2 separate regions of the Cricetulus griseus genome follow, and region 1 is linked to region 2. Evidence: chromatin contacts called from public Hi-C data. All regions are on one chromosome and are shown on one strand. Each heading gives the region's core, a stretch centred on a gene start, on an enhancer-like site or on the middle of the called end of the contact. The rest is flanking DNA. Distances are from core to core; before and after follow the strand shown.

What was found. A called contact is a pair of places that touch in the nucleus more often than the background predicts.
Region 1: a contact with region 2 is called in a Hi-C map of the CHO-K1 cell line, with 3 times the contacts expected there. The contact joins the enhancer-like site here to the promoter of Irf2bp2 in region 2. A contact is called at or near these places in 4 of 8 Hi-C or Micro-C datasets (the CHL-YN cell line, the CHO-K1 cell line, fibroblasts and 1 more).

What each region holds. Positions count from the first base shown.
Region 1 is chr3:203,489,377-203,496,169 of CriGri-PICRH-1.0, reverse strand. No RefSeq gene overlaps it. Among named protein-coding and RNA genes, the nearest start is that of Irf2bp2, 80 kb to the right of the region's middle. Within about 2 kb of position 2,624, at least 6 of the 6 cell types and tissues checked have open chromatin away from gene starts, as enhancers often do. A contact at or near this core is called in the CHO-K1 cell line and fibroblasts, where this site is marked.
Region 2 is chr3:203,408,458-203,415,613 of CriGri-PICRH-1.0, reverse strand. Irf2bp2 (interferon regulatory factor 2-binding protein 2) reads left to right here and starts at 3,188. Exons shown (of 2, transcript XM_027404792.2): 1 at 3,188-4,243; 2 at 4,831-7,156. The coding sequence starts at 3,301. The coding sequence ends at 5,546.

The sequences.
Region 1 (6,793 bases), core at 1,375-3,874, 81 kb before region 2:
AGGCGGATCTCTGTGAGTTTGAGGCCAGCCTGGTCTACAGAGTGAGTTCCAGGACAGGCTCCAAAGCTACACAGAGAAACTCTGTCTGGAAAAAGAAAGGAAGAAAGGAATGAAGGAAGGAAGGAAAAAAGGAAGGAAGGAAGGAAGGAAGGAAGGAAGGAAGGAAGGAAGAAAGAAAGAAAGAAAAAGAAAGGAGGAAGGAAAGATGACAGACCCCTGGCAAATCACCTGTTTGCACTGTTCTCTACATGGGTCTCTGGACCTCTCCACATGATCAGACCTGGTTTTGCTTCTCTTAACTCTTCAGAAAAGGCAAATCCCTCAGGATCATCCCATTTGTCCACCTGACAAACCTACCAGGAAATCGGTCTTAATGTGTAAGAGAGGGGATGTCTGGTGTTTCACAAATACTGCTTCCAAAGACCACAGATTTTCACGGGCTCAAACATGTTGTGGCAAAGGCCTCTAATGTGCTATAAGGGATGTTGATTGACTCAGTGATCTTTCTAGAAATAACCAGAGTAGTTCTCTCAAAGAGTCAGCCCAGGATACACATGGGATGTACCTGGACCAGCCTGGAGCTGGCATCAGTCCTAAAACAAAGAGGCTCTTCTGGGTCACTGTTCTAGTAGGCCCCGGGGGGGGGGGGTGTTATCCCTGTTGTCACTATGGGATCTTTTTGTTTGGTGACCAGCTGACAGCTCTGCTATTGAGCCAGAGCGTCCCTCATATCTCCTCCCCCAGTTCTTGAAGAACTAAGCTAATCTTTGCATCTGTTCTGTTTGGCAGGGAGCTGTCCTTTACCCTGTCTGCCCCAGTTGAGACAAAGGTGTATTTCTTTCTGACTTCCAGCTGCTTTCACCACCCTCCCTGTGGTGATAGACTCTGGCATGCTCTGGGGACCAAGCCTGTGGTCTCCTTTGATTAGGAACTGCTGTACAGAGTAGGTATTGACATAATGGCCTTCTGTGGCTTTGGTCCTTAGCAAGAATGACAGCCAGTGGGTATGCAGGCCAGGGGGAGGTAGTGATGGAACAAGAATGTCCCCAGGAGTGTGGGATAGTCGTGGTACCTGTTCTGTTCGTAATACTCTTCAGAGGGGTGCATCAACACCTCTTCCCTACTAGACCCTATTTGGCTGAACATAGTGAACAAACCACTTTTGGCTTGTCATGCCTCCTAATAAGCCTAGACCTGGGATAAAAGCAGCATGGAGCAGGCACAGGGACTTCTGGGATCTTCTCCTGCTTGCCTGCTTTTCCCTTCTGACCTTGGGCCATGTCTCTCCTGGCAGCTCTACTTCAGTCCCTGCATAGGAAGCCAAGACCTAGCTGGAAAGACAGCGGGGGCCATTCGAGGTGCCACAGGATCCAGCTGAGGGTAAGAGTCAGTGTGTTTTACAGGGAGGTTCCCAGGTTTAGACCAACAATTTTTTGGTCTTGGACTTCCCAAGGCACCAGCTGCAGGGCCAGGAGTCAGGCCTGTTGCAACACTTTCTAGATTTTGAAGAGGCCTTTCTGGGAACTTTGCTTAACCCTGAGGGTCTGAAAGCCTGGCAGAGGACCTCTACTTCTAAGCAACCTTTGCCTCAGAAACCCATGGCTAGCGAGGGCCTGGAGCCTTGCCTGTGGTCATGACCCGTCACCGACACCCCCCCCGCCCCCCAAGATGTTTCACTTTCTAAGCAGGTGACAAATGAGCCTAATTAAGAACATTGCAATGTCCTCTTCAGAGTCCCTCCTGGCTCCATTCCGTGTAGGAACAAGGACATACTGGCTCTTATGGGGCCCATAGCCCTGACAAAGGCCACTTAGTTCCAGTGCACCCTGAACTGCCCGGGGTAGAAGGCCTGATTGACATTAGATTGTGTCACAGCAATAAGCACAGCCCTCCGGGTGGTGGCAGTGACAGCCATGACACTAGGTTTGCCTTGGTGTCCAGAGGGTACCCAGACCACTGCCTTCCTGTCTCCTCTCTTTAATGATCCACGGGCCTGGCCCCCTGGAGCTTTCTCAGAACCATAGACACATGTCCAGCGGAAAGCATAACAGTTTCCCGTTTGGTGTTACCCACTCCACAATGCCTCAGGAAGAGAGGGAGAGAAGAGAAACAAGGCCTGGGAACCAGCCCCACTCCCTCCCACAAGGTGCACAGCAAGGCCTGTTTATCCCCAGCTACAGCAGTGACAGCCGCTGTGACAGCAAGGAGGTGTCTTCCTCCTCCCTGCAGGCCCCACTGGGTAGGTTAACTGCCTTTCTCTCTGCTCCAGGCTGCACATCTGGATAAAGGCGTGCCTCTCTCTCTCTCTCTCTCTCTCTCTCTCTCTCTGTGTGTGTGTGTGTGTGTGTGTGTGTGTGTGTGTGTGTTTTAAACTTTCCTTTCCACTGCCATAGTAACCACTGCGTGTTTGGCAAAGGGACGGAGGAAGGAAAAAAAAGCAAAGCCCTGGGAGGAACAGAGCTCTGAGCGCAGGGCTGGCAGCCTGCCAGGGTAGTCACGCTGTGGAGCTGAAACGAGGCCTCTGGCCGGCAGCCAAGTGACAGAGAACAAAGCTGTCAGTTCCTAATGTTGGCGGCAAAGCTTGCTTGGCACCCTTATATGGTTTCCCATAAGTCCCTGCCTTGGCCACCGTCCATTCCCTTCAGGGCAGCAAACGGGGATTAGCACTGCTTCAAGTTGTTTTTCTCCTCTTCTCTCCAACTGCTCCAGTGACATCACCCCTCCGCATTCAAGTGCCAGCAGGGTGGCTTTTCTCTGCCCCGCCCCCTCCACCCTAGCCCTCCATTACTCTCCCTCCCTCCTCTCTCTCTCCCTCTCCCTCTCCTCTCTCTCTCTCTCTCTCTCTCTCTCTCTCTCTCTCTCACACACACACACACACACACACACACACACACACGCACTTCCTGTAGCCTCCCCTTTTCTCCCTTCCTTTTTTCTTTAAATGCAGTGTTTTAGGTCATTTCTCTAGTCCAGACTTTTTTTTTCTACTAAATTAAAAACACTCAGGCACTTGTGCATTTAGCTGAATCAAGCCAGACGCTGTATTTTATTTTTATAACTGAATTCCTGAGAGATAAAAATCTCATTTTCCTTAGTAGGCTGTAATCAGCCCTTGCAGAGATGTGGGTTCCAACCGCCCCATCTCAAGCTTCCTTAAGCAGCTCCATAGAGAGATGAACTTGGCTCCTGTTCAGGTTTAAAGGGGCCCTGAGGCTGGTCAATGGCTGTTTGTTACACTCATGCACACACAGACTCACATATACTTCTTCTGGTTATGGAAATGCCACCTAGACCGCTGGACACACAGTCAGTACACACTGTGCTCCTCCCCTTTCCAGAAGGAAAATAGGTGAGTAAGTCAACGCCAAAAGCAGCTTCCGAAAAGACTGGTTTCAACTAGCAAGTGCCAGGCAGTGTTATGCAACTCACGGCTAGGTTCGTGAAAGGAATGGAGGTTTGCCGACTGCACAAATGGTCCCCCTCTCCCCGCCCCACTCTGATTCATGAACTAGTTTTCTGATTCATGAATCACTCGGGAGCCAGCAGGAGAAAAAATGAGTCGTATTGATCTCATTTCAGTTGAAATGGGCTCAGCAGGCCTATTGCTGGCTGAGGAAAGCTGTCCAGGGCCAGACATTCACTTCAAGCCTCCCCCTTGGTCTGAAGGCAGGTGCTCCTATGGCACTCTTAAAGGGATACAACATAATCTACTGCTACAGTGGACATTGGTGGAAAGTCTTTGTCAGGGGCCATCAATTTCTATTGGTGGTCTAATTAATTTAATTTAATTCTTATGAGATGGGAGAGGGGGCACTCTGTAGCCCAGGCTAGCCCCATCCATTTGGCACCTCTCAAGAGTCATAATGTCTTTTCTGAATTCTGGTGAAGTTTATTTGTTACTCTTGTGCTGGTGGATGGTGCCCTGGGCTTTTGTACACACTCGGAAGTGTTTCATCACTGAGCTATATTTTCAGCAGGCTCCCTGCTTTTTATTTAGAGATAGAGTCTCATTAAGTTGTCTAGACAGACTTTCACCTCATTCTGTAGCCCAGGCTGGCTTTGAACTCACATTCTGCCTAAGCCTCCTGAGTAGCTAGGCTGACAAGCCTAGTGACTTCTAAAGAAGAAAATCCTGTTCTGAATCAACAAACAAATGGCCTCCCATCCCCCTCCCTTACAGCCTCTTCAGCTAAGAAGGATTCTAGATAATGCTCTGTGTTACACAAGGGCAGGTTGGTCATGATTGGGGGCACACCTGAGACCACATAAACCCAGTCTTTCCTTCCAAAAAGAAATGAAGGTCTTTTCCTTTTCTTTAGTAGTGCAAGAAGCAGGAACTGAGCCTGAGGCCGGAGGCAGATGAAAAGAAGCCCACCCCCTACCCCCATTCCCCTGAGCTGCCACTTGGTACATTCCTTGTGAGATGTATCCATTCCATAGTCCTTCTCCCCTCCCACTCCTACTCCAGACTTTGGGAAATTTAAGACATTTGGCTGAGCTAGGCATGGTGGCTCTTATCTGTAATATTACTAATCCTTAAAGGGAGGCTGAGACAGGAGGACTGTGGTGACTTTGAAGCCAACCTAGACTAGGTAGTGAATTCAAGGCCCTTAAGGCACATGATGAGACCCTGACCCAAAAATAAATATACATGGCTGGAGACATAGCTCAGCCAGACATTCTCAGTAAGCATGAAGACTGAGGTTGAACCCTAGAGCTCAGGTAAAAGAGTCAGGTATGCTGGAGTATGCACTGGGAAGGCAGAAAGAAGCACATATCTGGGACATGCTGGCCAGGTAGGTAGCCTAATAGGGAAGTCCCAGGTCCCAGGGAGAGATCCTTTCTCAAAAACAAAAACAAACAAACAAACAAACAAACAAAAAAGGCAGACTGCTGACTGCTGACTGCTCCTGAAGAATGACATTTGAGGTTGGCCTCTGTCCTGTACTATCATGTACACACACACACACACACACACACACACACACACACACACACACACACGATAATGTAAAATAATAATAATACTTGACTGTCTGATACAGGCTTTTCAGAAACTGCATAAAAGCTGGCAATCTAGACAAGAAGAGGATTGTGGCCTCATTTATGGAATTTTGGGTCCAACTATGGAGAAATGAGCCTGCAGATTTCAGATTCCTGGACATCAGCTGCACTGTGGCCCTGAGACGCATTCCACCAGTCAGAGACTGGAGGAGGTCACCTTCCTCCTTTTTATTACACTTTGCCCAGAGGAGGCCTGGGAGACAGGGAAGGAAGGCAGGCGAGTATGAATTTCAATCAGCAGGCAAAGGAGTCTCTTCCCCTCCTGAGGTCCCTGTGAAGGTGCCTTTCAAAGGGCTCCTCCTCTATCAGCCAGAGCAAGGCCCCACAGGTCCCCAGGTTAAAGCTGTGCCCACCGACTTGCTAGCTGGTCTTAGAGCACACTGCGCTTGGAGGTTGATTCATGTTTTGTATTATTGTCTTTGGTTTTCCCCTCCAGTGTATCCCAGCTCCTGTGACCAACCTGAGTCCCTAGGACAGCTTTGTATAACACCCACTGGGCCAGCCCCAGTGTCTCAGAGCCTTGACTCCAGCATCTTCCATGCACCTGGCAGCACATCAAAACCTCTGTTTCATAACATACTCAAAATAGGATATTTTACTAACATGCCAAGCCCAGGGCTTCTCATGTCGGGGCTGGGAGTTTTATGAATCATTAATGGTTAAACAGAGATGAACCCCCCCATCTCCAGGATGCCCAACCTGCCTGTCTCTGGGGGTTAGAATAAAGAAGGAAGTCGGAAGACTGTGGTTTCTATAGCCAGGGTCTGCCAGTTAGTGACCGGGAGACCTTTTCAAAGAATTCCCCAAATAATCTCAAACACATTGAGCATCTTACTCATGCTTTAAAAACAGAAAAAGAAAGAACTACCTTCCTCCTGCCTCCTCCTCATTCATGGGGAGTGTGGTTTCCTTTTATTTGTTGCCAGACACTGGCAGTTGCAGACTTAACCCCTGACTCTCCTTTGAGGAGGGCAGCTTCCTGCAAGAAACACCTAGGTCTGGGCCCCACAGACTGACTGCATGCTTGAAATCCACTTCAGGGTGGTGGATGATGGGGTCAGAGCAGAGAGACTGCAACCCTTCCCCTTCGGGCCCTGTACCCGCCTGCCTCATCTGGCCCTGGTTTAGATTATGATGGGGAAGGGTGTGTCCTCCCAAAGACCATTTGGAGCCTGTTTAGGAGCCCTTCTGGAAATTTCTTCCTGAGGCAGCCAGTGAGTGTTCCTGGATTCCGTTTTGTCACATTGTCCCTGCTGGTGCAGCTGTCTCCCTTCCTAGTCCTGCCAGACACATGGTTGATGTCCTTGTACAGATGGTCCCCAGGGCATCACTTCCCAACAGTAGAAGCCTTCATCACTCACAGTGGAGGTGGGGGGTCACGAAAAGCTTTGGTGCACTTGACTGAGGCCGGTGGGGGGTTCAGGCCAGCAAGGCTGACCTTGGGAAGAGCCATGTGACCATGGATAGATGTTTCCTGTGTCCGTGAGACACCTTGAGAAGACAGAGCTCTGTGGCTCATTCTGTAGCAACACCTCTGCAGTTCCCTTTCCCCCAACTCACATCCTCCCTGGGCCCCTCTCTGGGCCACTCAGATACTCAAGGCTGGAGGCCTCAGTCCTCAATAGAGATGGGAACATTGATCGGTGATGGCTCTGCCCTTGCCTGCCTAGCCCTCAGTGAGCCTGTGTGATTTCCCATATGCAATTGCCTTTCTGTATGGATCGCCTGG
Region 2 (7,156 bases), core at 1,939-4,438:
ATTTTAAAAGAAAAAAATCTTAGGAATTGCAGCCAGGAAAACTGTTGCTCGTCTAGTCTCCACAGAACCCCTCCCTGCAGACTATTTCCTTTAGTTCCTAAAACAAATCACAAGGTTCCAGGGTTCTGGTTAAGCACGGGCCTGGGCTGCTGCACTGCCTGCTTGTCCACTTAGGAATGCACACATACACGCTGCAGCCAATCCTGTAACCTTGACTCTGAGCAGCAAAGCTCATCCTGACTCTTCTGGGAGGACCCAGAGCCTTAAGCAAGAGGGCAGTCTACGTGACTAAAACATGCCAACTTCCTCTTTCATAAGTCGTCACATGGTGAGGTACAATTACAATTCCTGCCTTGTCTGTGCGAATTGCAGACGCATTGCCTCACCCTAGAAACCCCGCTCCTGTGTGTGGAGGAGGCAGGCTGTAACTCCAGCAGCAGCCGCTTTGGACAGGATCCAGCTCCAGTCTGCGCCGGGAGGGAAGGCGGGTGGGTGGAAGACAGAAACAAAGCTATGTTTACTTAGCATACATCGATTAAAAAAAAAAAAAACTGCTTCAGAGTTACATGAAAGGCCAAGCAGCATGAAAGGCTGTTGATACAGTATAAGGAATTGCTGCCCTGGATTCAGGCCTTGCCTTAACCCCGTGGAGCCGGGTTCCTTTTTATGGAGGGCAGCCCAGTCTGAAATAGCCTTTCCGTTTTCCAGCAGGCAGGCATCTCTAGGGGGAAGTTCTAACAGCTGAGTTTCGACATGAAGCCAGTGGTGTGAAATACAAAGGAAATACCGGTCTTTTGGAGAAGTAAAGCTCTACTTAGCATTTCTCAAGGCAGACATTGTACCTCAGTAATTCTATTTTGGGTTGTAGTGTAGGCTTTCCCTGGAGAGGACACTGAGGGCCGCTGGCAGGTGAAACCAGTATAATCAGGCCACGCTTTCATGCAGAGCTCTGCTTTGTTTTAACATTTCCGTGTCTGCCTAGTGGGTCACCTCCTAGGGCACTGAGATGACTCTGCAGTCAGGGCAGCTTCATCTACACTCGATTATCTCCACGGGCAAAATCACGTGCTCAGATGAGTGGCACAGGGTCTTGGAAGAGAGTGACCAGACTGACAGGTCCTGGAGCAGGTGCCCAAACCAGCTGGCACCAGCTGCTTCTGGGAATGGATCCGGGTAGGCCCCATTCCAGACTTGGAGAGGGAGAGGCAGGCTTATGACTGGAAGAGGAGATGGGGAGGCCCTTGACACAGGTGTACCTTCTCCGGAAAGCCCCGAGAGAGACGTTCAAGGTTAGCCTGTGGACGCCCTTGGCAACTGATATTAAGCTTTCTGTGCCATCTCCAACAGGGTTATTCTTGTGCTCTAAGCAGTTCCCTGAGCCGCTTCTCTGTGGGGCATGTTTCCTCTTGTGGCTATTCTTTGAAGCAACCTGGCATTTTCAATAGCAGCAACTGGAAAAACGTCAGCAGGATTTTTTTCCTCCCTTTCCACCTTCCAATCCAGTTGTAGGAAAGATAATGTAATTAGTACCCTGTTCTTCCCACACTTAACCAGCTCATTCCAGTCTTGGGGAGAGAAGTGGGCCTGTGTTGTTCACCACAAAAGCAGCTCTTACACTCAGCCAACTGAGTGTGTAGGTCCCAAATGAGATGGTCAGCCTGAGTGACCAACCACAGATAGCACACACCAATTCCTGCTCCCTATCAAAGTGTACATCTCGGAGTTCAGTCCACTCTGGGCAGCCCGCACTGCCCACCGTGAAAGGGAGCGGCGAAGCGAAGCGGCCGAGCGCATCTGCGCCCATTGGGATAAGCCGGGTGGGACAACGGAGAGCCAAATCCACCCGCCAGCCGCACGCCTCTGGCGCACAAGGGGTAGCCGGCGCCTGGGGCTGGCCACTCCAAGTTCGGCCGGGGTGGAGGTAGTGGGGCAGGGCCTGCGAGCCAGAGTTCGGGGGCGGGACCTGCGCCGTGACGCGGCGGGCTGCAGAGCCCACATCCCTGGAATGTGCACTAGCTCGGCTCGGCCTCAGAGCCCGCGGCGCTGTGCACGTCTATGTGGAGCCTGCGCAGTGGCGGCGTCCCTTGCCCACGTCACGCGCTTGCCGCGCGGACCTACATAAGACGCTGGGGCGGCGGCGCCGAGGGCCCTGATGAGCCTGGGTTATGCATCCTCTTTTTAGTGCACGCGCAAAGGAGGCCGGGCCTGCCAGAGTGCACCAGGCCGTCTGGAGTTTGTAAAACTTAAAGGGACAGCGACTGTGTTGCTTCCTCGACCAAAGCAGGGCTAAGCGTGTTGACTGCGCGCGCGCACGCTCATCTTAGGCCAAGTGAGACTCTTAACAGAAAAGTCTAATAAAGTGCACCTTACTATGCTCGAAATCCCCTGCTCAGGAGGCTGCCAGTAACCAAGCAGTGACAAAGTGACATTGCGTGTAAAATAAAACAGTTTGCACAATTTAATCAAAAGGACACGGCCGTGGGGTGGAGCATCCTAGCGGGGTAGGCGGGGGGTGGGGGTGGGGGACACAGACGACCCCAAGGGCTGAGAGCTGCACACCTGCAGCATCAGGGCCGCGCGAACTCGTGCGGTATTCCAGCCCCTGCGCGCACGCGATCGAGAAAGGGAAGAATCCAGGACGGCGCGCGCGAGAGCGCGGAGGGAGGGCGGGCACACGAGGCCGCGCGCGCCAGGGAGGGAGGGGGCCGCGCAGGCGCCGTGCAGAGCTGTCGAAGAATCAAGTCTGTAGAAGTGGAGCGGCCGCGGCGGTAGCAGCAGCGACAGCAGCGGCGCAGGAGCTGAGCTGCACTGGGTGCTGTGCAGCGGCTGCGCCGGGGCCTAGGACCGAGCTGCACGCCTTAGCGTGCGGCATGCCCCGCCGCTCGGGCTGAGCTGCCCCGGCGGCTGCCCCGCGTCCCCCGTCCCCGCGCGGCTCTGCGCGCCCGGCGCCGCCGCGACCTGCTGCGCTCGCGGCCCGTCTTCGCCCCGGTCTGGAGGCCCGAGCCCGCGCCCCGGCCGAGCCGCCGCCCCCGCGCACGCCGCGCCGCCCCGCCGCCCGTGGGGACCTGCAGCCGCGCCCCGCCGCGCGCCCGCCGCCCCCTCGTGCCCCGGGGGCGCCGCGCGGGCGCCGCGCCGGCCCGGGCTCTGCCGCCGCCGCCGCCTCCTCGCTTGCGGCCGCCGCCGCCGCTAGTCGCGCAGACGCGGGCTTGGGCCGGCCGGCGCGCGCGCGCGGGGACCGCGGGGGGCGGCGGCGTCCCCTCCTCGCCCGGTTCCTCCTGTGGCGCGGCAGGCTGTGCGGACATGGCCGCGGCGGTGGCGGTGGCGGCCGCGTCTCGGCGCCAGTCGTGCTATCTGTGTGACCTGCCCCGCATGCCCTGGGCCATGATCTGGGACTTCACGGAGCCCGTGTGCCGCGGCTGCGTCAACTACGAGGGCGCCGACCGCGTGGAGTTCGTCATCGAGACGGCGCGCCAGCTGAAGCGTGCTCACGGCTGCTTCTCCGAGGGCCGCTCCCCGACCGGCGCTCAACCCTCGACCGCCAAGCCACCGCCACTGTCGGCCAAGGACCTATTGCTGCAGCCGCCGCCGCAGCTGGGCCACGCGGGCGCCGAGGCCGCACGCGCTCAGGCCATGGAGCGCTACCCGCTGGCGCCGGATCGGGCCCCGCGCCTGTCCTCTGACTTTGGCACTCGTGCCGGTGCGGGCCTCCCGCAGTCGGCCGCACCGCAGCCCGCGCCGGCGAACGGCATCCTGGTGCCCAACGGCTTCTCCAAGCTGGAGGAGCCGCCCGAGCTGAATCGCCAGAGCCCGAACCCTCGGCGCGCACACGCCGTGCCGCCCACCCTGGTGCCTCTGGTGAACGGCTCCGCCGCACTGGGGCTAAGCGGCCGTGCTGCGGCCACACTGGCCGCGGTGAGTGGAACACCGGGCCTGGGCTCCCAGCCCGCCGAGCTGGGCACCCACAAACGGCCGGCGTCGGTGTCCGGCGCGGCAGAGCACGAGGCTCGTGAGCCGAACAAGGAGAAGGCACAGCCCGCGCACCGGAGCCCAGCCGACAGCTTATCCGGCGCGTCTGGGGCGAGCGAGCTGGGCGCCGACGGTGCAGGCAAGGGTCGAGCGCCCGGGGAGCAGGACTGGTCCAGCAGGCCTAAGACGGTGCGCGACACGCTACTGGCGCTGCACCAGCACGGCCACTCGGGGCCCTTCGAGAGCAAGTTCAAGAAGGAGCCGGCCCTGACTGCAGGCAGGTTGTTGGGTTTCGAGGCCAACGGGGCCAACGGGTCTAAAGCAGGTAGGGGCGGCTGTGGGGCGAGGGGAGAAGGGATCGAGGGCGTGGACGTTAGAGACAGACAGCGTGCACTCGTGTATGCTGGGGAAGCCACTCTAACATGCACGGTTTTTACTTAGCCCAGAAACAACAAACAGCCAACTTCCTGGTCGGCCTAAGGCTGAAACAGCGCTTAGGAGCAACGTGGTTCCTTTGCTGAACCAGCACAACAGGGATGAGTCAGAGCGGGCTGATAGGCAGCAACACGACGTTTTCCTTTCCCAGCACATTCTTGGATGGGAGCATGAGGGCAGCACTCACCCTTTAACCTGTCTGGGACGTTAGCAGTCACATGTGCCAGTTCTGGGTTGGAACCTTTCAGGCAGGCTTGCATGACTTAGCTTCTCTTGGAAGTGGTGTGCAGGCTTAGAGCCCCTTACTAGAGGAAGTGTTAGAAGCTGCATGCAGAACTTGTATACTAGGTGTGTATTTTGGAGATGGGAAATGTCTCTTTGGATACATTTCCGTTAATTTTTCTTTTTTTCCATTCCGTCTCTGTTTAGTTGCAAGAACAGCAAGGAAAAGGAAGCCTTCTCCAGAACCGGAAGGGGAAGTCGGACCCCCTAAGATCAATGGCGAGGCTCAGCCTTGGCTGTCCACTTCCACAGAAGGGCTCAAGATCCCCATCACCCCTACATCCTCTTTTGTGTCTCCACCACCCCCTACTGCCTCTCCTCATTCCAACCGGACCACACCGCCTGAAGCGGCTCAGAACGGCCAGTCCCCCATGGCAGCCCTGATTTTAGTAGCAGACAATGCCGGGGGCAGTCATGCTTCGAAAGATGCCACCCAGGTTCACTCCACCACCAGGAGGAACAGCAGCAGCCCGCCCTCTCCCTCCTCTATGAACCAAAGAAGGCTTGGCCCCAGAGAGGTGGGGGGCCAGGCCACGGGCAGCACAGGAGGACTGGAGCCTGTGCACCCTGCCAGCCTCCCAGACTCCTCTCTGGCAGCCAGCGCCCCCCTATGCTGCACCCTCTGCCACGAGCGGCTGGAGGATACCCATTTTGTGCAGTGCCCGTCTGTCCCTTCGCACAAGTTCTGTTTCCCTTGCTCCAGACAAAGCATTAAACAGCAGGGCGCTAGCGGAGAGGTCTATTGTCCAAGCGGGGAGAAGTGCCCTCTGGTGGGCTCCAATGTCCCCTGGGCCTTCATGCAAGGAGAAATTGCTACCATCCTCGCTGGAGATGTGAAAGTGAAAAAGGAGAGAGACTCGTGACTTTCTGCATTCAGAAAAGCCCACGGTTACCCTTAACTCAAACTTCTTGAACTGTATATAAATCTCCATATATATATATATATATATAAATATATATATCCAAGACAAGGGAAATGTAGACTTCATAAACATGGCTGTATAATTTTGATTTTTTTGAATACATTGTGTTTCTATATTTTTTTGACGACAAAAGGTATGTACTTTAAAAGGCATTTTCTTCTTTTGTTAACGTTATTAGGCTGTCTGTGCTTGACTTCTCTGGTGACAGTTGCTGTTCTATGTAGGCTGCGACTTGGCTGCTTTTTTTTTTTTTTTTAAAGAGCACTTGGCAAACAAATGCTTCTAGCCGTATTTGTATGCACTTATTTTAAAAAAGAAAAAAAAAGCCAAATACATTTTTCTGACATTGTAAGATTGCCTTACTGTCTGTCATTCCTCATTGCTGGCCCCTCTCCCAGACTGGAGGTCAGTTGGTGGAGAAGGAGGGAAGTGAGTAAAAAGGGGCACTTTTGTCAGAAGGGCATGCCCCTGGGAGATGTGACCCACCTAGCAGGCCCTATCGGAAGGTGGGGAGATGGGGTTTGAATCTTGTCTTGTTAATGGTTCAGTTCTTGCAATACTGATAGAGGTGCTGCTGAAAGATTTGCTGGATTGTGTGTTTGGGAGTTTTTTGGGTTTGTTTTTGTTTTTTTGAAGGCAAGTTGACCGATGTACACTCTGCCCATGTGACCAGTTGTAAGATTTCAATGCTGCATGCTCCTTGGTTGCCTCACTGGTGTTTCCTGCTATAGAAATAATTGTACGGGGTGGTGTGCAAATAAGATGGCTTTGCTGCCGTTTTACAGCAGAGCCTGGCTCTGCAGCGCCACTCAGCCTTTCCAAACACTTCAGGGCTCTTTACTGTTGCTGTTGCAGGCCTGGTGAACCCTCGGGATTTGTTTCATTTCTGTTTTGTTTGTGTTTTGCTCTGTTCTGGTTTGTTTCTTTCATTTACCTGTCCTGTTCCTGCGGCCATTGCTGTTGTCAGTATCCCTACACCCTGTTGTAATGAGTGCTTACTGTAGTATATACATTGACAGTTAACAGCCCTGGGTGCTTCGAGGAGGGCCTGTGGGCATATCAGTGGTGGGGCCCACTGTGGGTAGAGGAAGCCTGCAGTTTCCTTCTTAGATGTGTCTGAAATATTAAGTGTGAATAATGCTGTTCTGGAAAATGACAAAATAGTGAAAACTACAGACATGAAGGGTTTTTACATAATCAAGCCCCACCTCTCCAACTATTTTTAGAAGCCTTTTGTAAACTAATTTCTTTTGATCACTGTTTTGCATTGGTGAAGTGATTGTTTTTTAATGTAAACAACAGGTCATTAGTTATTAGTAGTGGTCGCCCCTTAGTGATGCTGGGTTTTGTGGGGTTTTTTTTACCCCTTTGTGCTGTTTTGGTTTAATGTCAACAGGAACACACTACCCTAAACCCTGATGTGCAGGTGTTTGTAACTTGGCCTTGTAGGCTCAATCATGGCTTCTAAGTCTACTATGGTTAATGTTTTTTTCACAGCCTGGATTCTATTTTAATTTGAAGATATAGGTTATCACCAGCCTGGGATCATT